Linked DNA regions of Mus musculus: regions 2, 3, 4, 5, 6 and 7 are each linked to region 1. A link is a contact called in public Hi-C and HiChIP or PLAC-seq data. All regions are on one chromosome and are shown on one strand. Each heading gives the region's core, a stretch centred on a gene start, on an enhancer-like site or on the middle of the called end of the contact. The rest is flanking DNA. Distances are from core to core; before and after follow the strand shown.

The links. Hi-C and Micro-C count contacts between places; a contact is called where the count stands out from the background. HiChIP or PLAC-seq counts read pairs in DNA pulled down with a chosen protein or histone mark.
Region 2: a contact with region 1 is called in an H3K27ac HiChIP or PLAC-seq map of T-cell acute lymphoblastic leukemia, with 8 times the contacts expected there. The contact joins two enhancer-like sites. A contact is called at or near these places in 1 of 15 datasets of contacts at CTCF or cohesin (large pre-B cells), 3 of 484 Hi-C or Micro-C datasets (B cells, bone marrow-derived macrophages and cerebral cortex), 3 of 115 datasets of contacts at active chromatin or transcription factors (T-cell acute lymphoblastic leukemia, heart atrium and stem cell-derived neural progenitor cells) and 1 of 9 other capture datasets (embryonic stem cells).
Region 3: a Hi-C map of the MNK3 cell line shows a contact between it and region 1, with 4 times the contacts expected there. The contact joins two enhancer-like sites. A contact is called at or near these places in 1 of 15 datasets of contacts at CTCF or cohesin (large pre-B cells), 3 of 484 Hi-C or Micro-C datasets (the AtT-20 cell line, the MNK3 cell line and macrophages) and 3 of 115 datasets of contacts at active chromatin or transcription factors (embryonic fibroblasts, large pre-B cells and oligodendrocyte precursor cells).
Region 4: a contact with region 1 is called in a Hi-C map of the N1E-115 cell line, with 10 times the contacts expected there. The contact joins two enhancer-like sites. A contact is called at or near these places in 10 of 484 Hi-C or Micro-C datasets (the C2C12 cell line, the N1E-115 cell line, Th2 cells and 6 more) and 7 of 115 datasets of contacts at active chromatin or transcription factors (the NIH/3T3 cell line, T-cell acute lymphoblastic leukemia, cardiomyocytes and 4 more).
Region 5: a contact with region 1 is called in a Hi-C map of cerebral cortex, with 1.7 times the contacts expected there. The contact joins two enhancer-like sites. A contact is called at or near these places in 4 of 484 Hi-C or Micro-C datasets (bone marrow-derived macrophages, cerebral cortex and nephron progenitors) and 7 of 115 datasets of contacts at active chromatin or transcription factors (the 230-238 cell line, the NIH/3T3 cell line, astrocytes and 4 more).
Region 6: a contact with region 1 is called in a Hi-C map of the C2C12 cell line, with 5 times the contacts expected there. The contact joins two enhancer-like sites. A contact is called at or near these places in 15 of 39 promoter capture datasets (the 3T3-L1 cell line, 3T3-L1-derived adipocytes, the C10 cell line and 10 more), 1 of 15 datasets of contacts at CTCF or cohesin (the NIH/3T3 cell line), 13 of 484 Hi-C or Micro-C datasets (the C2C12 cell line, the P5424 cell line, bone marrow-derived macrophages and 10 more) and 5 of 115 datasets of contacts at active chromatin or transcription factors (PVALB interneurons, T-cell acute lymphoblastic leukemia, acute myeloid leukemia and 2 more).
Region 7: a contact with region 1 is called in a Hi-C map of bone marrow-derived macrophages, with 15 read pairs. The contact joins two enhancer-like sites. A contact is called at or near these places in 1 of 15 datasets of contacts at CTCF or cohesin (large pre-B cells), 3 of 484 Hi-C or Micro-C datasets (adipose-derived mesenchymal stem cells, bone marrow-derived macrophages and nephron progenitors), 6 of 115 datasets of contacts at active chromatin or transcription factors (the NIH/3T3 cell line, T-cell acute lymphoblastic leukemia, bone marrow-derived macrophages and 3 more) and 1 of 9 other capture datasets (embryonic stem cells).

Annotation. Positions count from the first base shown.
Region 1 is chr12:16,530,597-16,533,829 of GRCm38.p6, forward strand. No RefSeq gene overlaps it. Among named protein-coding and RNA genes, the nearest start is that of Lpin1, 58 kb to the right of the region's middle. Within about 2 kb of position 1,580, at least 209 of the 459 cell types and tissues checked have an H3K27ac peak or open chromatin away from gene starts, as enhancers often do. A contact at or near this core is called in the C2C12 cell line, the MNK3 cell line, the N1E-115 cell line and 8 more, where this site is marked.
Region 2 is chr12:15,569,369-15,572,601 of GRCm38.p6, forward strand. No RefSeq gene overlaps it. Among named protein-coding and RNA genes, the nearest start is that of Gm40287, 35 kb to the right of the region's middle. Within about 2 kb of position 1,718, at least 3 of the 459 cell types and tissues checked have an H3K27ac peak or open chromatin away from gene starts, as enhancers often do. A contact at or near this core is called in T-cell acute lymphoblastic leukemia, where this site is marked.
Region 3 is chr12:15,656,177-15,659,409 of GRCm38.p6, forward strand. All of the region lies in intron 1 of Gm40287 (a long non-coding RNA gene), which reads left to right. Among named protein-coding and RNA genes, the nearest start is that of Gm40287, 51 kb to the left of the region's middle. Within about 2 kb of position 1,800, at least 7 of the 459 cell types and tissues checked have an H3K27ac peak or open chromatin away from gene starts, as enhancers often do. A contact at or near this core is called in the MNK3 cell line, where this site is marked.
Region 4 is chr12:15,703,141-15,706,373 of GRCm38.p6, forward strand. It overlaps Gm40287 (a long non-coding RNA gene), which reads left to right. Exons shown (of 6, transcript XR_872503.1): 2 at 1-139. Among named protein-coding and RNA genes, the nearest start is that of Mir6387, 96 kb to the right of the region's middle. Within about 2 kb of position 1,576, at least 47 of the 459 cell types and tissues checked have an H3K27ac peak or open chromatin away from gene starts, as enhancers often do. A contact at or near this core is called in the C2C12 cell line, the N1E-115 cell line, the NIH/3T3 cell line and 2 more, where this site is marked.
Region 5 is chr12:15,757,653-15,760,885 of GRCm38.p6, forward strand. No RefSeq gene overlaps it. Among named protein-coding and RNA genes, the nearest start is that of Mir6387, 42 kb to the right of the region's middle. Within about 2 kb of position 1,444, at least 38 of the 459 cell types and tissues checked have an H3K27ac peak or open chromatin away from gene starts, as enhancers often do. A contact at or near this core is called in astrocytes and cerebral cortex, where this site is marked.
Region 6 is chr12:15,831,047-15,834,279 of GRCm38.p6, forward strand. It overlaps Gm5432 (a long non-coding RNA gene), which reads left to right. Exons shown (of 3, transcript XR_001780551.2): 2 at 1,599-1,991. Among named protein-coding and RNA genes, the nearest start is that of Gm5432, 16 kb to the left of the region's middle. Within about 2 kb of position 1,800, at least 46 of the 459 cell types and tissues checked have an H3K27ac peak or open chromatin away from gene starts, as enhancers often do. A contact at or near this core is called in the C2C12 cell line, the NIH/3T3 cell line and embryonic fibroblasts, where this site is marked.
Region 7 is chr12:15,910,913-15,914,145 of GRCm38.p6, forward strand. No RefSeq gene overlaps it. Among named protein-coding and RNA genes, the nearest start is that of Gm46335, 16 kb to the left of the region's middle. Within about 2 kb of position 1,684, at least 14 of the 459 cell types and tissues checked have an H3K27ac peak or open chromatin away from gene starts, as enhancers often do. A contact at or near this core is called in bone marrow-derived macrophages, where this site is marked.

The DNA.
Region 1 (3,233 bases), core at 330-2,829:
TAGCTCTCTGGCTCACTTGGACTCATACTCAGCTAGATTTCCTTTGGTTTGTTTGTTTGTTTGTTTGTTTGCTTGCTTGCTTGCTTGCTTGTTTGTTTGTTTATTTAATGAAAGAAAGGGCCTCATCCAGGCATGGTGGTACACACCTTTAATCCCAACACTCAGGAGGCAGAAACAGGCAGATCTCTGGGAGTTCAAGGCCAACTTGGTCTACAACCCAGGCCCAGGGATAGAGCTACCCACAAAGAACTGGGTCCTTCTGCATCGGTGAATAATCAGGACAATCCCCCACAGTCATGCTCACAAGCCAATCTGTTCTGGGCAATTTCTCAGCTGGAGCTCTCCTCTCAGATGACTCTGGGCTGTGTCAAGTCGACCATTCAGGTTAACTTTAGAGTAAGCAGGAAGCCCCTCTCTCATCTTCAAGGTATCAGAGAGAGGAGGAATTACCCATCTTGGGCGGTCAAAGGAGATATTTAAAAGTCCCATGTCAACCTCAGATAGAAGCTAGTTCAACAGGAAGGTCAGGATTTGAGGCACTCGTCTCATATGCACAAGGCCCTGGGTTCCTTCCCCAGCACCAGACAGAAAATAAATCATAACTTCACCAACAGCAAGACACTCACATAAACATGGAATAACTGCTCATCCTCACTCTTAAAAGGTCAGTGTTTAATGACGATGACTGTCCTCCCTGCACAGAAGTTGAAAGAATCAAGGTGAGAAGTGAAACATCAAAGGCATCTCTTCTAAATCCAAATGTACCGTTTCTCAAGCCCACATCAGCTTTCCAGAATGTAGTAAGTACTAATGCTAACTGGAACTCTGACTACGGCTTTAGCTGCACTTAGTTCTAAGTGCATTTGGGCTTTACTAATGCTGAAGAGACTAGGGTTGTGCACAAAAAGAATTAAAGCAGAAAAACACGTTGGCTGGCTAGAGTAGTTGGCTACCATGAGTGAGGCCCTTAGTTCAATTTCCAGCACTGCTGTATGCCTGTAATGGAGGTGGTGGCAAGCAGGAAGATCCAAAAGTCAAGGCTGTCCTCAGTCACATAGCATGTTACAGCTCAAAATAACAGTAACATTTTGGGCTGCATATACATATATATATGTGTGTGTGTGTGTGTGTGTGTGTGTGTGTGTGTGTGTGTGTGTGTGTACACATACACGCTTCAGAGGACCTAAGCTTGATTCCCAGCAGTCACATTGGATCACTCAAAATCACACGTGACTCCAGTTCCAGGGGCATCCAGTCCCCTCTCCTGGCATCCACAGGCACCAGGCACACTCATGGTACTTACATACAAGCAGTCAAAATACTCATACACATAAATCGCTTTACAACTAACAGGGGTGGTGATAACTTGGTTCAGCTCCACAACATTTTGAAGATGAGTCTTTAAACTTGAGAAAACTGCCCTGTAGAATTTGCCCGCTTAGCCTTTGCTGGCTTATCCGAAGAAATAAATGTATAGAGAGCCCGTGAATTGGCCACTGGGGAAGAGCCTGATGAAATACACGTTGTTATTCAACCAATCCTATTACCATCATTATTTCCATGCTGCCTGGTAGACAGAACCCAAACTTCAGTCCAGATCTGAGTCACTTTCAGTCAGCTAAGGGATGGATCACCCAATCAGCTAATGCTGGGGGGTTGGTTTGATTTGGGGGGTTTTTTTTGTTGTTTTTTTGTTTGTTTTTTGTTTTTAGATAATCCTGAAAAATGGATCAAGATGACAAAGAACATTCTGGAAAGAAAGCACAAAGTCCTGAAATGAAAATATAACCCATTTCTTCTCAGCTTGGCTCTGCAGACCATCTCAGAAAAGGATGTTTTTACAGAGCAGAAACGTGACTGGCTGCACCTCCATTTACACTTCTTTGTTACAAAATGCATGTGACTTGTTGGGGTTCCAGCCTCGGGAGAAATCGGAGGCACTGGTGGTTACTTTCCGAAGTGAAACTTCCAACCACAACCTCCGGTGCACAAAAGGCGGAGTGAGTCACAGGAAGAGGCCACTTGCTTGCAAAATGCATTAAAAGTAATGCAGGCTGAATGGACTTCCTGCACCAATGAACAGATAGCTGGCATCGGGACAGGCTCCTCGAGGCTCCCAAACATTTCGGGGAGGACGAGACCATTAGAAATCTGGGCACATCCACCTCTACCCTGTTCCCTGCGTTCTCACTCTGCCCAGGCTGCCAGACCTGCTGTCTCCCAGGCCTGTGGCTCCCATCTGAGATTCCCCAGGAAGGCAGATCTGACTGGATGCTTCCACAGGGTCAGAAGGACACCTTGTGACTTAAGCAAGCACCTGTGGCTCGGTCTCCAAGATCCTTTAATACAAAGAGGTGAGGTGGTCTTTGTAGCAGCTTCTCCCGGTTTGAGCAAGTGGGGTGGAGCTGATGTGAGTCCTAGGCTGATAGCATTACAGCATTCCTGAGCTGGCCAGATGACAGACGTGAGCCCGGGCCTGGGCTGCAATGGTCCACAACATGTGAGTGCATCCGAACCCCATAGGACTTATTAAACTATTCTCGGAGGCCCACACCCACTGCTAGGGTCGGTAGGTCTAGGATAAGGTCCTAAACAATTTTATTTTTAACAAACTCCCAGGACAAACTCCCAGAACCTCCAGGGCCACAAAGAACAGATTTTAAATCTCAACAGACTGGCCTCCAAAGCTCACTTAAAGATTTGGGCCTCGGATTGAGCTCATCCAAGGGACATCCGCACTGAAACAGTCCCCTGAAGAAACTCCCCTGCCTCCACACAAATCCAACCCACAACCTGGCTGGTCTCCAAGCCTGGGACCACAGGGAAAGGCCTTTGTCAAAGCAGAGGCTGTTTTGAAAGGCTATTCGGTCAAACAAGAACCAACTGTGCCCCCCTGTGGCCACCGGCTTTCACTGACTTCCAGGATCAGCTTCTCTGGTCAGACTCTGCTTCCCTTTGGGGACCAAGCCTGGCTGTACCACAAGTGATAGCAATTATCCTCTTTGGTGCTACAGGATAAAAAGAGAGGTTACAAATGTAAAGTCTATCCTGGGGTGTAGAGCATGGACTTGCCTAGCATGCATGAAGCCCTGGTTCAATTCCCAGTACCAAATAAAAGACACTCATTGTGGCACATGCGTGCAATCCCAGCACTGGGGGTGGGGGTGGGGTGGCAGTAATGATCTAATTCAAAGTCATCCTTGACTATAGTGTTTCAGGCTATCCTCATGAGT
Region 2 (3,233 bases), core at 468-2,967, 960 kb before region 1:
CAGCATTGCAGATGATGAGCCTTGCGTCCTCACATTATCTATCATTCTAATCTGTCTACGAGACACAAGTCTCACTGTTTTATTTTTGCAGAGTGAATCTCTGTGCTTTGGGATGGCGGTAACTGGAATCCAGGCAATGGGATGGGTACTGCATGTAGGAATGCTTTCTAAGCACAGGAATGGGGCCTTGGTTTTTAAAGCTGTTTTTTGCTACCTGATTTTATCATACAAGGGTGAAAAGATTGATGTGACTCATATGTTTAGAGGGTCAGTTTTATAGTTGCTTGACCCAACTTGGGCAGAATGTCATAGTGACAGAGACCTATAATGGAAAAACTTACCCCACGCAGATGGGAAATGGAGAATGAGGGAACAGAGACCAGGTAGAACTGCCAAAGGTGTTTCCTGCAGCAAACCAGGTATCTTAGAGTTTCCCATAAGCTTCAAACATACCACCACTCATGGCAGCAGGTATTAGACCCATGAGCTTATGCCAGCATTTCAGGTTCAAATCACTCTTATCTTCTGAGACAGTGCTGGAGTCAGTGATTCTGAATCCTCTGACTGATACAGTAGAGATAGACTTGGGTGCTTTTGGGCCTCTGAACTTCCTTAATTCCTATAATTCCTCATTGCTTTTTGTGACTGTCTCACCTTCTTACTCTTATCATTCTCTTTTGGGTGACTTTTGAGACAAGTCTTACATATGTAACTAATACATATTAGTTCAGTCTGACCTTGAACTAATGATTCTCCTGCCTCTGCCTCTCACATTCTCTTTGAACACATCCACTTACTATTATTTATACAGTTTTCTTAGGTGGTCTAGGAAGTTAAATATGTAATCAGTCACTCAGTCCATGTCTTTGTTTACTCATCTCCTACCTCTTCCATGACAAAGAACTTGAGTCTTGATCATTTAAACAATAAAAAGGTTATTTTCTTACAGTATGGAAATTCAAGATCAGAAGATTATTTTGTTTACTTGTAGGATTTTTGTTGTTGTTTTGGGTTTTGTTTTGTTGTTTACTTTGTGGGTTTATTGTCATTGTTGTCTTGGCCTTGTTTGGTAAAACTTCTCACCTTACCTTCCCAGGGCATTTCTTCCCTGGTATATCTTACTGATTTCTAGCAGAAATATAGAAAATCTGGGCAAATGTTCATTCACCAGACGCTACTTTATTTAATAAGCTCCTTAAGGTATCATTTCAAAATATAGCCATTTTCTGAGGAATTAGAGATAACGTGAATGTATGAGGATTCTCTTAGTTTTATTTATTTATTATTGGTATATCTAATATATATATATATATATATATATATATATATATGTATGTATAAAGGAGGAATACAAATCAACCTATGCTATAAGTACTTCACCATGGTATGATATTGTTTTCTCCATTATAAGAATTGCTTATGGTTCTCAGTCCCATATGTCCTCAACAGTTTAGTTTTTCTCATTGTAAACTGCTGTCTGTTAGAAATAGGACATTTCTTACTTCAAGAGATTTTAAAACCCTCAAAAATCAACTTTTGTTGAAAATGTAGAACTTAATGTAAAAATATAACCAAGAAACATACTTAATGAAGGAAGAAATCTGCTACATTTATGTACCACAGTCTATAATATTTTGGGGAGGCTAACATAAGGATAGCAGCCCACCTTCCTGGTACAGCTGGTTTGCAGAAAAAGCAATATGGACACGATCTTGAGTTAGGAACTATGCCTATCTGTTTTTAGCCAACAGGAATCCCCTTGGGTGCTGGTCTTTGTTCTGTTCTTCTCACAAGAGAGTGGATGGAGCAGCCTCTTCAGTCCTTTCTGCTGAGCACATTTAAAGACATGGACTAGTTAAGACCTTTCTTTTGGGCAAGGGGCAATTTGCAGCAGTAAACATAGAAAAGAATGAAGCATCTAAGGAAGGAAATAGGTGGGATTAAAAACAGTTTTGCATTTAATGAAGACTCTCCTCAGTGGGTTCAGGATGAGAGAATAGTGGACCACAAACTGTGTGGGTTACGTAATATAAAAGTATTTTCAGAGTAACTGTAGCTGGGACATGTAAGAGCAAGGCAGAGGCAGTATACAGGAAGAATGTCCTTTTCAATAGACATACCTCATTTATTGAGGGAAAGAAAGTGCTTGTGTTATGTGAGGGCTGTGACCCCATTTCTAAGACCCCATTCTCATGAACCATCCCTCTGAAGGTTCTTGTAAGACACTCACATGGGAGGGTAGGGCTTTCTACACAGTGCTCAAAGGCATAGCAGGAATCATAAGGCCCACAGGGATGCTCACATTTGCATGCATGCTCAGAGAAGACCTGAGAAAGTGCTAAGATGCCAGGGTTGACTCACTTTGGGGCACTGTCACACAGGAAGGAAAGGCTGAGGTAGAGTCCAAAGCTGTGAAAATCTGAGGTTCTCCCTTCTCCAAAGGGGTGCTGCTCTGGCATAGGCTGTAGCTGTAGCTTCGCTCAGCGATTGCTGCTTCACAGCTTTTGTGGTGAGTCCTGTTCTCTCAGATGTGGCCTCTCTCATGAGGCAAGATGTAATTTAATAGACATTTTTGAAATGTAGGGTTTAGAGAATGAGAAAAGAAGGTAAGAGGAGAGAGGAAATGAAGAAAGGGGAAGGAGAAAGGACAACAGAGAGAGAAGATACTAAAAAATATGTTTTGGTTATTGTAGTGCCACAGCTAGCCTCCATGTGTCTCTTCTGGTAGCCTTGGCTATGCTCTCTACAGAGCAGCTCATACTGCAAGGAGCAGGTACCACTTTCTTCTCTCTAACAAGTGACAAAATTCTCTCATTGAAATTCACTCCCACCTCTGGATCGCCTCCTAAAATGGATAGCTGTTTAGTTGAATGTCCTTTAACTTAGAAAAGGTGATCTATCTTTCTCCACTCTGTATTCCGTAAATTCTTAACCAAAAGTTACGACTGCAGGCTAGGATGTGTGATGGTGGTGATAAAGTGGTGGGAGTGGAAGAAGGCAGGGATGGAGTGGTAGGAGTGATCATGGTTATGGTAATAGTGGTAAGGTGGTGGTAATGGTAACGATGGTGGGGTGGAGTTGGTAGAGTGGTGGTGGTAACGGTGATAGGGGTGAGGTGAGGGTAATGAGGTTAGTGAGGGTAAAATTAGAAGGCAGTATTCTATATTTGTGGTATTTTTCTGAGTGTATAAACTATTAAAAAACAACACAACACAACACAACACAACACAACA
Region 3 (3,233 bases), core at 550-3,049, 870 kb before region 1:
TCAAACATATTCATTTTTTACAGTCATGTATTTGATGACTTATTTTTGCATATAATCTACCCATCACTTCTGTGGAGCAGTTAGGGCAGGGAGGGGGGAGCAGGAGGGGAAAGAGGGGGAGGAGGAGGAGGAGGAAGAGCATAAACAAACCCATGCAGACTCAGTCAGCAAATAGATGTGACGACTTTAGGTCAGATTTTCAGCAATCACATAAAAAGCCAGGCATGGTGACAGGTGTCTGTGATCTCAGCACTGGGGAGGCATAGATAGGAGGATTCATAAAACTCAAAGGCCTAGAAGTCTTGCTAAATCTGAAGTGCTAGGTTCCGTGAGCCACCCTGCCTTTAACCAAAGCATAAGAGGAACAGTGATGAAGGAAGCACTGACCTCTGGCCTAGATTTCTACACACACACACACACACACACACACACACACACACTCATACACACAATGACTCACATAGACACATACACAACACATCCTTGCATCTATACCAACATAGCATACATGCCGATTAGAAATACATGAGTATGCCATACAAACTTACACAGCTGAAAAGTAGTTAATCAGGAAGACACAGACCATCTGTGGCTTGTGGTCAGGCAGAGACTTCCCTTCTTTTCTTCTGCTACCTGCAAGAATTCCAACATATCCTCTTTCCATGTTGCCTCTTCATATGAAATTCTCTCACAAGTCAACAAGGCTCCTTCCTTCTTCTGCTTGAGAAGACAACCCCAAGATGTTCCCAGTGGTTACTTCATGTCTCCACATCATCTTCGAAGAGCATCTTTTCCCATCTACTACAAGGTTTTCTCCACTTCCACTCTCTGGCATATTTACCACCTTGACTTTCTTTTTGCTCCATAGCATTGGCCAGCTCACATATGTAGTGCTTGATATTCTCATACCTGTGTGTTCTACCTCATGTTCAGCTCTTACCTGGAGCAAAGCTTGCTGGCCAAGCAAGGATGGTCTGGCACAATGAATATAGGTATAAATGCTGCAGTACGAGTGCAGATACAATCAAGGCAGCGTCTCTGAAAAGGGCAGTGATACGTTCTATAAAACCAGGAAGCAGAAGGGAGAGTGATGAGTGCGGCTGAGCCTGTAAGACACTCTAAATGTGGAGACAAGGCAGAATCTACACATGACTCACACAGTAGAAAGAAGGGGCTTGTGGATTTTCATAAAACCTCTTTGTGAGCCATTCCTACATGTTTGTGCCTGAGTATTACCTGGCAGGAATCCAAGAAAGGCTCCACTTTTCATTTTGAGTATCACTGGATTCGTGTAGTTCTATTCCTGGTCAATTCTGACCTGCTCCAAAGAGAATGTCCATGCAGATACTGCCATAAAAATAGAAGGATATTTGTCACAAAGAGTCAATTTTATCCCTTTGCTTTAAGTCCCCCATAGTTCCCATGACAGTCTGGTTGTGTGTTTTGAATTCCCAGCAAGATTTATTATGTCCCTTCACTAAGCAGTGAGGCACAAATGGTAGACTTGAGAGGGCACAGGAGCAACGCAGAGCAGAGTGTGAATCACAGCTCTGATGTTGGTGGCCCTTCCAGGGCTATGGAGAGAGGAAAGAAAAGTGAAGGGGATAGGAAAGGAGAGTTGGAGGGAGGGAAGGGAGAAGGAGATGGAGAAGGGGAGAGAGAGTTTTGAGTTGTGGCAATGTAGACCACAACTTTATCCTACAATGGCATTTAAAACAGGAAGTTTAAGCTAAATACCTGTGGTTTCTCAGCCAAGAATTGGGTCAATCTGTCCTTCCTTTTGGTGGCTCAGACCATTTACTGTCAGAGCTGGAAAGAAACCCACTTCAGCCTCAGCTTCCTGATCCGAGTAAGGAAGTGGTTGCAATTGATAAGTTTCAAGAAATCAAGATCTTCAAAGCCTATTATTCTCAACACACTCACCAAAGGTTCTGCTAGGAGACCCCGTGCATGGTGCACACTCAGGAAGTAGTACTGACTCTCTGCTGTTGGATCTTATGTCATCTAACGCCACATGCCTTCCATTTTCAAAAGGACATGGATTGTGCAGCTTCTTGCATATGCTAACTAGTTACTTCCTTTCTGTGAATATGTGCACAAAATGCTATCAGTGCATGGAGGAAGGGGGGTTGCAGGAGCACAAAACTGGGAACCTTTAGGGAAGAGGTGATGTGTAGCTCTTAACGTATACGTAGAACTTTGCAAAGCAAAAACAATATGGCAAGGAAAATGCATCTGAGACAAGAGAACCAAGTGTGGAAATGTTTGGTCTATGGAAGGACCTAAGCATGTAAAATAATGGAAGCAAGAAGCTGGAGCTGTCCACATGTGGATGGGTGTTATTTCTTCCTCTCTGCTTACCTTTTACCTATCGCATGGGAAGCACTTTCCTGAAAGACTCCTCCTTCATTCCTCTCAGTGCCTCAGAGTTTGATCATCACCTTGGGCTTGGAAGCCCAGACTGTACCCTTCTACCCTGCAGGATTAGTAGGTGGGTCATCCAGAGCCACTGCTACTCAATAGAATCTGATGTCTCCTTAAGCTAATGGAGAGAGAGTCTTGTACCTGGGGCTGTAGTAATAATGAGGATAGAGCTATCACATATGCAAAGCAGAGCTAAGAAACAGAAGGCAGTTGGTGAAATGCTTTTACCATCTGGCTAGGTTGCCTCAGACAGAACCACAGATATTCTAGGTAATATTTTTTTTTTCTCCATCAAGGGAAATGGTCTTCTCACTGGCAACCCATTCATGTCTTTGGTGGTAGATTCCCTCAATATCTCCAAGGTTGTAAAAGCAAGCTCTCAAATATATTCCCAAATTCCCCCTAAGAAGATGGCATTGTGTTGTGGGAAAAAATTTATGAAAATTTTGGTGTTTAAAAGTCAGTCGTTGCTTCAATTTGAACACTTAGTGTTAAAATTTTTAGATATGCCAAAGAAATAAGAATCAAGAAGTAAAGATAGTCTATGTGTGCCTGTGTGTGTATATGTGAGGTGTGTGTGTGTGTGTGTGTGTTTGTGTGTGTGTGCGCGCGTGCATGTCTGTGTGCATGAATGTGTGTGCATGCATGTATTTGTACATGAGTGTAATAGTGTGTTTTGTGAGTGTGTATGTCTGTGTGTGTGTGTCTGTGTGTGTAGTTCTATGTGAGATGTATTGTATACATCATTAATGGTGAAACTAGACATGCCTGAACTGATGATAGCTAGCTGTCACTTCTAATAAAAGCAC
Region 4 (3,233 bases), core at 326-2,825, 830 kb before region 1:
GGCGGATGGGGTTCAGCTTTCCCTGCAACTTCCTGCTTCCTTTGCTCAAAATGGCCTTGGGGAATTTGTGCTTCCCTCTCTGAACTTGACCTTCATCCTTAAAAATCAAACAATGAAACACCACAAGAATCTGTGAGAGGTAAGAAAGTACTTAACTCACTTGTTTGTTCCCAAGTGCTTAACCACTCTGAAAGGTGTGAATGAAATTCATTTTGACCCCTTTAAATTCCAAGCAGGATTTTCATGAGACAGTGAACTCTAATTTAATATATTTTTCTGTCTTCTTTTTTAAAAAAAAAAAAGTCTTTACAATTTTATTCATTTGTGTGTGTGTGTGTGTGTGTGTATGTGTGTGAATTAATTACATTAATTGATTGATTGGTGGGGCGTATGTGTACCATGGCACCCTTGTGGTCAGAGGACAACTTGCAGGGATGAGTTCTCTCTTTCTATTATGAGGGTTCCTAGAATTGAACTCAGGTCACTAGTCTGGGTAGTAAATAATACAGATTCTTTATGACACATGGCAATTCTAGACAATAATAATTACCTACTGAGGCTTTCTCTATAAGTGTGGATGTTGTATATCCATTTATGTTATGTATGTCCTTAATTGCTTAGCTGCCATGTTTATATGTTGTAATAAAAATGATTTAACAGGAGGAAAGGGAGCAGGATGCATGATTAGAAAGTAAAATGAAGAGTTGGAAATATTGACTTTTTAGTGGCAGAGGTTCTAAATGATGCTGGGAACCTCTAAGCCAATGACTTTATTATCCTGTATTTTAACATCCTTACCAGGTGGGGGAAAAGTCATTAACCAGGGATGTCTATAAGAATTCTGTATGTTACTCTTTTATCTAATTTTGTGCAAGGATTTTTTTCCCTCCATGCAGCAAATCAGGCACACTGAGGAGGTGAGTCCAGGTTTCATAGGAGCCTATGGTAGCCAAGGGGCTTACAGAGCACCTACTATGAACACATTTGCCAGCAAGGGAAGGTTATGGTCAGTTAGATTGCTTAGTTATCATGAAAGACCTACCAGGATGTTGTATATTAGGTAACTGAGTCTCTTCTAACTAATGTTCAGTCTGCGAGGTCCTCCTACACAACAACACCACAGACACATTTTTAATTTTATCAGCACCATGGATTTTTGTTTGTGGAGAATTAAGACCCTTCTCTTCAACACTGAACTAGGGTAAAGAAAAGGCAAGTATGGCAACAAAGCCACAGAAATATAAAGATGGACTCGACTCGGAGACCTGGTCACATGCAAGGAAGAAAACCAGAAGATAGAACTGGGGCAGGGAGGAGGAGGAGGAGCAGGAGGAGCAAGAGGAGGAGGAGGAGAACATGCAGACAGAGCACAAGCTGAAAGGGACCTTGAGTATTTTCAAATTAAGCTTGTCTTTTTTTCCCCATAATAACAGTTACTTCATATCCTCCTAAAGTTGGCATGTTTCTCTTGGGAAGATAAATCCTTTCTGGCAAGCTGGCTGCATTCTCGCTGAAGCAGGAAGCCCTAGTCATCATCCCATTATGCAATGCTGCGTCCGGCCAGTAATTGCCTATCTGACATGCTAGCCTCCCACATTCCTGAGATGCGTCCAGCAGAGGCAGGAGATGAGATTAGCGTGTGTTAGTGTATGTTTGCAGCTAGCCACCATTGCTCTTAGTCAGTGTGTCTTTCAGTCCCTATGTGCTGAATCAGGGACAAGGATTGTGGACCGTGGAAGACCTGCTCTGTCACAAGTGTTTGTCTCTAGGTAGAAATGCTTCCCTTTGGGAAAAGATGGAATTTCAGAGAGGATTGGCTTTGTTTTAAGCATATCTACCATCTATCTATCTATCTATCTATCTATCTATCTATCTATCTATACATACATACATATATACATACATACATAATGCATATGACAGATATATAGAGATATGAGACAGAGTGAGAATTTAATGGCTACAAAGCACCCAGAAAAAAATACCACGGCTAACCACATCATTATCCCTGTGTGAGGCTGTGCAGATTCAATTACTTGGCATATAGAGCACAAATAAAAGGTTAGGAACATAGAAATTGAGTTCTGCCACATACTATCTGTGTGACTGGAACTGTTTCTTTACTTTTTCTAAGTCTCATGTGTGCATTAGACAAAATAATAAGCACTCCACCAGTTAGTGCAATATGATGAGATCATGTGTATAAAAACCCTTGGACCATGTCTGCCTGTCAATACGTGCTGTTTATGTTTCCTGGATATATGTCAAGCATAGGTCAGGCTTTGTATTCCCAATCCTTCCCTCTCAGCCCCCAGCACAGCAGTGTTCTATGAGCACCCCTTCCAAGCAGAGACTGTGGGAAATAATTCTGTATCTCTAGCTTACCAAAGGGCTGGAGACACAGACAATCAGTGCATTTGTGCTAAATATTGATGGGAGGGAAGACAACGGGATGAGAGTGAAATACAGGGAAAAAGAGAGAAGGAGATGAAAATAGGAAGGTGAAAAGAAGGGGAGGGAAGGGGAAAGGAAAGATCGGAAGTAAAGAAGAGAGAAGAGGCAACGATAGAGGGAGGGAGGGACAGAGAGAGGGTGAGGGAATGAAGAAATGGACAGAGGAAGGAAAAGGAGAAGGGGAGGAAGGTAGTAGGGGAGGACAGAAGACTCAGAAGGATGGGGAGAAAGACAAAGAGACTTTAAGACTTCCAAAGTCAGTCAAGCCAGAGGGAGAATAAAGATCTTAATTTTTGTCTCCTGATTCTCCCCCAAAGAGTTGGTGTGTTGGCCCATTCTTCTTACCAGCTGAGTTTCTTCACTGGACCTTGTGTACCATTCTGTTTCTCCCCCCATGCTTTTACTTGCATGACTTCCACATCTATGGAGTTCTTCATCCCCATCCCTGTCTCTTCAAGTCCCTGCATCCATCAGTATTGTACATATCTTCTTTCTGGGTGCCTTTCTTGACCCAGTAGGCTATGTCATCACTAAGTTCAATCATTCTCCCTTTCTGCCTATTTCATGTCTGAATGTGCCTGCCCAAGTAATGTGCCATTACTGTGTGCGCCTCATAGCCAGAGTTCTTAAACATAATCTCCTGGTACAGACCATCCCCTCACTCTTGGGACTCAGACTCCTTATCTCTTGGTAGTTCAGACTGTGGACCTTTGACAACTGTCAAGGCATCCTGATGTTTGTCCAGATGTATACAAAGTGTATACCTGCACCGAGATATG
Region 5 (3,233 bases), core at 194-2,693, 770 kb before region 1:
TGCAGAAGAGAGTAAAAACTGCACTTTAAGACGATTAGGCTGAAGCTCAAAGATTTTTAGCAAAAGCTATACATGATCATGCCAGGGATACCATAGCCCCCACAAACATCTTTCTGGGACAATGGTTCTCAACCAATCTAATGCCACAACCCCTTAATACAGTTCCTCATGTTGTGGTGACCCCCAACAATATAATTATTTTTGGCTTCTACTTCAGAACTGTAATTTTGTTACTGTTATGAATCGTAATGTAAGTGTCTAATAAAGGGGTTGTGACCCACAGGTTGAGAACCACTGCTCTAGAGGAAGGAAATTTGCACATCTGAGCTAACATCAAAGCTAAGTAAGTCAATAGAAAATAGAGCCTGGAGGAAGAATTTTGCTGCCCTCAGCTAGAGAGTCAATGCCACAGCACCTCCCTGGCTGCTGGTTGTTTCTACTTCTTTCTGACTGTTTGGCATATAAGATTTGTATATGTGTATATACACAGGTGTACAGAGGCCAGGAGACAACTTTGGCTGTCCTCAGGCACCACCCACTTTGTCAATGAGACAGGCTTTCTCAATGGCCTAGATTTTGCCAAGAAGGCTAGGTTGGCCACAGGGATCAACACATGACTCTGTCTCCCAGCAGCAGGATAATAGGAGCATGCCACCATGGTAGGCTTCTTTTATATGGTGCCTTGGAATCTATTTCAGGTCCTCAAACTTGCCTTTCTATCTGAACTCTTTCTCTAGCCTATACTTTTTATTAAATTTTTAAAAAATGATGATGGTCAAGTAATATATATGCTTTGGTTGACATTGAACCAGCATTTGCTGAGACTCTCCTGGTATCAGGGAAAAGAGCCTGAGCAACAAGCACAGGACAAGCCTTTCATTCTCATTATGCTTCAACAAGATTGGACCATCATCCCTTGTATGTAAAAACATGAAGGTTCCGAAAAATTAAATTCTTTGCTGGAAGTGAAGACGTCCCATAGGGTTTGCATTAAGTTAGTGTGATGCTAAAATGCATTCATTAGAGGAGAGGTTCATCCATTGATGATGATTCTGAAAGAGCTTTGCTATCTATTGTCACACTCATTATGATCTCTCTCACACATCTCCTGGCATAGTTTGATCTCTGTGTTTTTGGGTTTTTTGTTTGTTTGTTTGTTTGTTTGTTTGTTTGTTTACGAGATCCATGCTTAGATAACCCAATGTCCAGAGTGTTCCCATGTTGACTCTATGTTGCCAAGAAGTGGGGATGCACGGGTAATCCCTTAGGAAGCACAGCAGGACAGCAATCCATCAGTCAGGCAGTAGGCTTCAGAGCCCGTTTCTTCTGCTGCACCACTGGCAAGGGAACAAGTGTTAATTATTCCACTTCCAGTGTTCTACAGAGACAGCAGTGACTGTGCAGAAAGGCAGGGCATGTGATCAGCTCCAGGCACAGAAGCTTCTCCTCACAGGAAGTCATCACACTGTATCACTATGAGGATGGGAGCCCATGCCAGGCATGGCAGGGTGGCAGCTGCCTAGAAATGCATCCAAGTGCCACAGTGTTATGTCTCTCTGGTTTCTTGCTTCTCTTTTGTCCCATGTCTTGGTCTCTTCTTTGCTTTTTTCTCTGTCTTCTTAGCGTCTTTTATATTCAGCTTTCCTATGCTGTTCATTAGAAACTACTGATTCTCTCCTTCCTCCCTCCTTCCCTCCCTTCCTTCCTTTCTTTCTTCCTTTATTGTTTCTTTCCTTCTTTAATTCTCTCTCCAACCAACTTAAGCATACTGAGTGGCCGTGTGTTTTTCTACAGGGGACCAGCAGAAATAAGCAGAACACTCTTGTACAAGACAATCATTGCAAAGACTTTGTACATGCCTCATTTTGTAGAGAAGCAGAAAGTGGGAGGATGTGTGTCAGTTAGTGGTAGATCCAGAACTAGCACTCTCTCCCTTGACAGTCATTACTAAGTTACTTCACCAAACTCCACTAAATAATGTAATTCTCCTCCATGATGCAAACTGGTCCTGCTGGAAGACTTAACTGAAAACTGCACACACAACACAGCCATCCATTCTACCTCTTCACATATTCTCTTCTTCCCATTTGTTCTCTTCCACTCACACACTTAGTCCAATCATCAGTGCTAATGGCTCAAGGTGACCATTGACCAATGATGGTCTTCTTAATCCACATTCGTGTCCTAAGAAAACAGGGGTCTAATGGTGGAATGAGAACCTGTGAAGTTTTTTAACTCAGAGCCAGCAGAGAAACTCTCATACAGAGTTCACATCATAAAACTATGCATTGGACCCCACTATTGTTAACTCAGATTAAAGAGTGAGAATGCATTGGTCTATAGTGAGTCTCTCTACCTGTATTAACTTCTTTTCTCTTTCTTGAGATTAAGCACCTGAGAGAAACAGTGAAATGGGGAAAGTTTCCTTTTGGTTCATAACTAAAGAGGCTATGTCTACTCATGATGGAACACAGACCTGGGACTCCTCTTGATGGGACTGATTCCTAATGGATTCAGAAGCAAGACCATGGAATGCCAGCACTCACCACTTTATCCCTCTCTTCTACTTATTCAGTCAAAGGTCCACACACATGATGCTGCCCATACATTTAAGGAAGGGAGGGTCTGCCCTCATCAGTTGACTATTTCTGGACATATATCTTCATGGACACACCCAAAGGTATATATTTTAGTGTCCTTGATATTTCTAAATCTAATCAATTGACAGTTAAAATTGGCTTTCATAACAGGCCTGGGTGGAAATTTAGAATGTCAAGGAATGTTTTTTTAGACCCAGAGAGACAAACAATTTGCCGAGTCACAGCCTGTTCCACGAGAAGTCTGAACTAACTACATTGCCTCTCTGTCTAGTCCAGAGCACTGTCCCTGGGAGAGACCCATCCCCTCTAGGAAGGCAGGAAATGATGGATGCTTCCACTCCTTTCTCCCCTCTGTATTTGTTCCTGGCTTTCCTTCCGATGAGCTTACAGGAAAGCTAAATTGTGCTGATTTTTCTGGGGTCCTCCAGATTTAGGTAGGTCTGAGGTCTCTAATATTCTCCTCCATTATCTTGGAGAAAGGCTTTCAAAGGGCTCTGAGACCGTGTACTGACCCTCTTTTTCTTCCTGTCACTTGCAGGGTGCCAGGCTAACCTTGACAGACAACATTTTAGGTTTTCACCACACCCAGAGAGACTCCCACGGGACTTCCAAAAAAGCATGGAAGAGCCAGAA
Region 6 (3,233 bases), core at 550-3,049, 700 kb before region 1:
ACTGAGCTCACTGCACTCCGTCACCTGGAAAGACGTGGGTTACATGATACTTAAGTCCCTTCCATCTCAGTCACTTAGGTTTCTGAGGAAGGGTCTGGCCAGTTCTTCACTCAATGAGCGTTATAGTGTAGCTATCCCCCTTTCTCCCCAAGACTGAAGACAGTGGCTTCTTTTTCCTAGGTATGAATGCTGAAAAATCCAGATGAAGTACAGTGGTTTTCTTCCCTGCAAGTTCTAACCAGCTCAGTTTTGCCCAGCTAACAATTTTCCCACTGAGATGGGTACAGTGGTTTTCAAAAGAGTGGGGTGAGATGAGTTGCTGCTGCTGTAGAATAGAATTCCTTAAAACCTTCCTTGATATTCATAAAATAATGCTTTAGCTTAGTAATGCTATCCCATATTCCTTGATTGCTATAAAGATAGCCTATTCCCTGCAACTCTATGTCACTACATTCTATTCTCCAATAAGAAAGGATCAAGTTCTTGACTGGAATAAATAACATTTTTTCCTCCCTAATTATGTTTGATCATTCACACTTCATTTTGGGCATCTTCAGGGACTCTCCTGTAGAGCTGCTATTCTTTGTGAGATAGTCTACTCAGCATATGGCTCTACCAGAGTCACATCACACTTGATTGCAACAATCTCAGCATCTTTCAGTTGTCAACTTGTATGTTTACTGAATGGGATGATAACTATGTGTGTGTGTGTGTGTGTGTGTGTGTGTGTGTGTGTGTGTGTGTGTTTGTGTGTGTGTGTGAATGTACGTGTCCCAGACAGTCCCTACATCTTCTACAACAAGGATTTAGCCTGCAACATTATGTTTTAACAATTTTTTCATTATCTTTGTTGAATGACAAACTTGAGGCTCCAGGAGGAAAGTGGTCACCCAGTCCCCACAGGACACCTTCCCCCAACAGAGACTGGATAAGGCTTTTGTTTTCCTGGGATTATAAGGGATTCTCTCTAGTAGGAAGGAGAGAGCTTCAGGACTCCTCTCCTTGTGGCTACAAGTTCTTTGTTTTTCAGAATCAGGGAAATGCCCCAGGATTCCTTGCTCTGTTACCCTGGGAGACTATTGCTCAATCCTAGCAGCTGCTCTGGAGGAAAAGAAAAAGCAGACATTCTGAATGTATCATATGTACAGTGCAATGTTGAACTGAAGATTGCTAATGAGTATCGTATGTATAGTGCAGTGTTGAACTGAAGATTGCTAATGAGCAAGAACTCTTTTATTGTGCAGTCTACTTCCAGTGAGGTCTAGTTCTTAATTTTCAGTGGGCGTAGCAGGAAGTACTACTGTTTTTTTTTTTTTTTTTTTTTTTTTTTTTTTTTTTTAGTAAAACATATATATTACTAATACTGTTGCTATATAAAACAATATTTGGCCAAGATGGTTAAGATATGATTCATTCCTTGTTCACCAAGTTGCTAAATATTGTGTAGTGAGTGGAGTCACCATATGGCATAGCTGAGCTTCCTTGGGAGGCTGGGTACAATATTATGTTGGGTATAGAATTTGGAATTTCACATGTCTGTGGTGGAATGAATGTGAATGAAGACAACTGACTGCTAATTTCATTAAACCCTCCTGCAGGCTAAGATGCACACGGCAAATGGATATCTTGTCACCCTTGCATCCATCTCTGAGGTTGATTTCTCTCAGAAACTGATGGAGAGTGGGCAGTGCCACACATCTAGCCACAGATGCAATCTTTGAAGAGAAACGTGTGTGGGCAAGCACAGTGGCAGCTGGGAAAGTCTAAATGACTGAAGCCTGTGACTCAGATATCTTAAACTGCCTTAAAATTAATGAAGCTCTGTGGAATGACTCAGTTCATTCATGTCCTCAGCCCGCAGGCTCCAAAGCTTGCAGAAATGGCTGTGGTTCACAGCTCAGGAGAGCTGACTCCATAGAGGAAAGCGGGCCCACAATGGGAGAAGAGGCGCTTTCTGCGGTGCGTGTCTATCATCCTGGCTGGAGACACAGGTGAGCTGGTCCCCGGTCTTCTCAGGAGAGGCGTGCAGAACCCCGACCCCACCCCCAGGCTGACTTCTGATCCTTGTACATTTCAAAAGAGACCTTGAGTATTGAGGTTGTGTCAGTGTTCATATTCTGATTAGCCAGAATCTTACTAAGGACCAGCTTTCCTTCTGAGACTGACTCTCAGTCTGGAACCTAGGCTGGCCTGGATCTCATGTACAGGCAAGGCTGACTGCAAATTTGCAGCAAGCCACCATTCCCAGCTTCAGGTAAAGTTCAAGTATGAGATGCATGCCTCCTAGTCACAGAAAACGAGTAAGGGAAATTAAGATACTTGTAAGACTTGGTTTTCTTCTTGTTTAAGGCTCTTAGGCCCAGCCGGGCATGGTGGCACACGCCTTTAAATTCCAGCACTCGGGAAGCAAGGCCAGCCTGGTCTACAAAGTGAGTTCCAGGACATCCAGGGCTACACAGAGAAACCCTGTCTCGAAAAACCAAAAACAAAAAAAGGATCTTAGGCCCAGTTAGAGAACTGCTGCATCCTTAGGGCTATTTTACCATGCTGAGCATGGCTGTGGTTCATAGTCAACACGGCTGGGTAGGACTGTTGGCTGTTTCTTTCCCTTGGCAGCTTGCATGGCGTTGTCTGGTACCATGAAAACTAGTTTCTAGGGAAAGGCATTTGGCTTAGTTCCAGCTCAGGTAACCCTGGGTCCTACATCTGAAGTGCATGATACCTTCAGCAATAGGGACTTACCTTACACCTCTGAGAGGCAACCAAGGCCAATAACAATAGGCTCTATGTTTTGGGAGTCTCTTAGACGTTCTCACCAACAATGCAAAGGAGGGCTTCACATGCCTGATGTTGAGGTAAAAACGTCATTACATGATCTTTGGGTCTCAGAGGGGTCGTTGTCAATCCAGATAAGGAAATTCCATTTAAATTGTATATGCATATCTATGCACAGAATTCTCAAAATAAATAAATAAATAAAGGAAGTAATAAAAAATAAGACAAACAAAAAAGACACCTGAAGGTCAATAAAAGCAGCAGGCCTTAACCTCACAGTCTAAATGTCAAAAAGAAAACAGGGTCACTGAAGCCCACTGAGGACCAAAATATGAGAGAAATACCCCATGATGAGCCAAAGTCTCAGAGGGAATGAGATAAGTTCAAAAGAAGGCAACAGAAAGAAATCACCAGAATATTATCTTACCTCATGGTGTCTGTCACTCCTTGCTTGAGCC
Region 7 (3,233 bases), core at 434-2,933, 620 kb before region 1:
GTGCAAAATGTTCAGATTTAAATTCAAACAAAAATGGCTATTCTTCTTTCTCCCTCCCTTCATCTCTCCCCCCCTCCTCTATTTCTTCTTTCCTTCCATTGATAATCCTACAATCATTTATTCATACTTGGTTATGTGTTAAGCCTATGCTCAGGCTCTGGGGATGTGTCTATAAACTGACATAACATAGATACATGTTTTCCTGAGATATTTCTCAAAGTATAATTGAGAGATTGCCTCCATTAGAACCAAGGGGATAGTGCTATAAATGAATATTTAGATTATAAATAGAAGATCCCTTTGACTAGCTTGAGTAGAGCCTCTACAGATAGTCTATTTCTAGCCAGTGTTTGAATCTGGTGTTCCTTAAAGGTTTAGACTTGTAGGATGACATGCTGAGTCACTGATATGCTAAGTATATGAAGTTAGAGTGTGTATGGTTTGAATGTGAACTGTCCCCATAGGCTCTTACATTTGAATGATTGGTTCCCAGCTAGTGAAACTATTTGGGGAAAGATTAGAAGGTGTGGCCTTATTGGAGGTGCTGTGTCACTGGGGTAGGCTTTGAGGTTTGTAAAGATTATACATTCACAGTTAGATCTCTCTGTGCCTCCTGTTCTCTGCCTTGTGCATGTAGATCAAATGTAAGCTCTTACTGTTCCACCATATTTGCCTGCCTGCCTGCCTGCCTGCCATGATGGTCATAGGCTCTAACCCTTTGGAACTGTGAGCTCCAAATTAAATGCTTTCTTTGAGAAGCCACCTTGGTCATGGTTGTTTGTTATGACAATAGAAAAGTTACCCAGAGTACTTCCTCAGCATCTGAGAACCTCAGTTACCACATCTGCAGGATGGAACCAGTGGCAGTCATGCAGAAGTTAGTGACGAGGATCACATGTCATCTCTTTCTGGTGATTTCTGGGGATGCACCTGATTCCCATTTCCTCTTTCAAAGGAAATAATATTTCAAAGGAAAATATGAAGAGAGGGTTTGAGTCTATGAACTTGTAATATGAAGTCTATAGACTAGGTGTATTTGTAAATAACTCCACTGAAAATGGACAGTAACCTCCTGGGTGCCAGTCAGTTTTGTCAGGTTGGATCTCAAATACTATGTTTTTGACACAGTGACAGGGGTTTATCACACACCCATTCAGATGAATGTGAACAGAGATGAGAGGTGGAGTACTTGGCTTCAGCAGCTCGTGATCATGCTGGGGAAATGAATACAACAATTTTAGCCATTGTCTAGCTACAGACATAATCCTTTTGGAGTTTTGAGGTGCTGAGAGGCTAAGAATCATCCAGGACATTGTTGGCTGTGAACAGCAGCATTGCTGGTAGTATAGAAGTGGACAAGGTGTTTGGCAAAGCCCCTCACTGGGCACAGGCTGAAACTACACAAGCATTGCAGTGCAAAGATGGAGATACAGAGCAGACACTGCAAGCTGCTGCCAAACAACTTGGGAGGCAGAGGAAAGGACAAAACTGTCCCAGCTCTCACCTCGCACCTTCCCCCAATCCCTTGCCATTGTCCCACACTGAATCACCTGACCGAGAACCAGGGAAAGGCAGCTTAAACAGGGTTAGCCTTCTGGTTAAAGGCACCCTGACAAATATAAATACTTCTGTGGGAGGTAGAGGTGATGCAAAGGAGGATAGTCAGGTCCTGTGGGACAGGGACAGAAATGCAGTGAGATCACTGTGGTTTGGCCACTTCCCCACAGAATCCGGAGCTAAGAGCTCACACCGTGCTGAGGAGCTCCAGTGGCCCGGAATGCCCCAAAGCTGTCCATGAGACCATTATCCAGGCAAGAGAGGTGGGAACCCAGATTCTCCATTGCTGGTTTGCAGTGAGAAAGTTCCTTCTGGGCATGGCCAGAAAGTGCTTCCAGGGCTGTGCATGTCCAATGCTTGCTTGCCTCTCCTTTTAGAAGCAGGCATTTAGGAAGCTGAGGTACAATGAGGGCCTGTTTCAGGGTGGCTTGGCTCTTAAGGAGGAAAAGCACTGAACATTCAGTGTCATCCAGCAATGTCATCTCTGACTCAGGACAAGGAAGTCTGGGTTAGCAATCAGGAAGGAGCAGGAGGAAGAATAAAAGGAAGAGGAAAAGGGAAACGACACATTGCACAATGAAGCAAGACTTCTTTATGACTTATTTTTTAAAATATTTGTTTGAAAATGTGTGTGTGTGCCTGTATGTGTGTTTCTGTGTGCAAGCACCTGTGCATGTGAAGGTCACAAGAGAATGACTAATGTTCTACTCTGTCATTCTCTGTCTCACTTCCTGGAGACAATGTCTGTCACTGATCCTGGAGATGGACTCAACACCATGAAGTCCCAGCAATCATACAGCTCTGCCTACACAGTGTTGGGCATTAAAGGCACATATTTGGTGGCCATAACTGGGTGCTGGGGATTTGAACTCAGCTCTTCATAACTGAACAGAGAAGGCTACCCATTGAGCTATCTCTCCAACCACTTTCCTATCTTTTTAATTTAAAATGTTATTTAAAACTTATTGACAACACTGTATTCTGGTGTTCATTAGTTACTTTTCTTTTGCTGTGATAAACACCATGAACTATGAGGGGTGGAGGGCTCATTTCAAGGTCCTGTCCAGTTAACAGCCCATTGCTGAGGGAAGTCAGGACAAACACTCAAGGTGGGAACCTGACGCAGAAGACATTAAGGAAGCTGATCTGTGGCTCTCTCTGTGCCCCATGCTTAGCTATCTTGCTTATACAGCCTAGACCCATTTGCCTAGGGATGGTGCACTGAGCTGGGCCCTGGCACATAATCATCAATTAAGATGATTCCTCATAGGTATGACTACAAGCCAATCTGGTCCAAGCAACTCTTCAGTGTGGTAACTTTCAGGTGTGCTAAGTTGACAGTGGAACCATAAAAGCCAGGGCAGTAGCATATGATGAAGTGAAGAGCACACGACCAGCCAAGCCTAAGCTCACAAGAACACAGCTCAGGGCTACTGCACACCTAGCTTTTCATGTGGCCTCGAAGAATTGAACTCATGTTCTCCTGCTTGTAAGGCAAGAGATCTTGGCTGAGCTTATCTGCCCATCCCATTAAATAACGAGAACACATAGTACAACCAGTCTAAGCTTATCGCTGACTAGCTTAAAAATAAATGAGACTCAGACTACGGTTATTTTATTTGGCTTTGACAATTACTGGGGCTTAACCCCAACCTACTTTTTTAACTTCTGGCCTG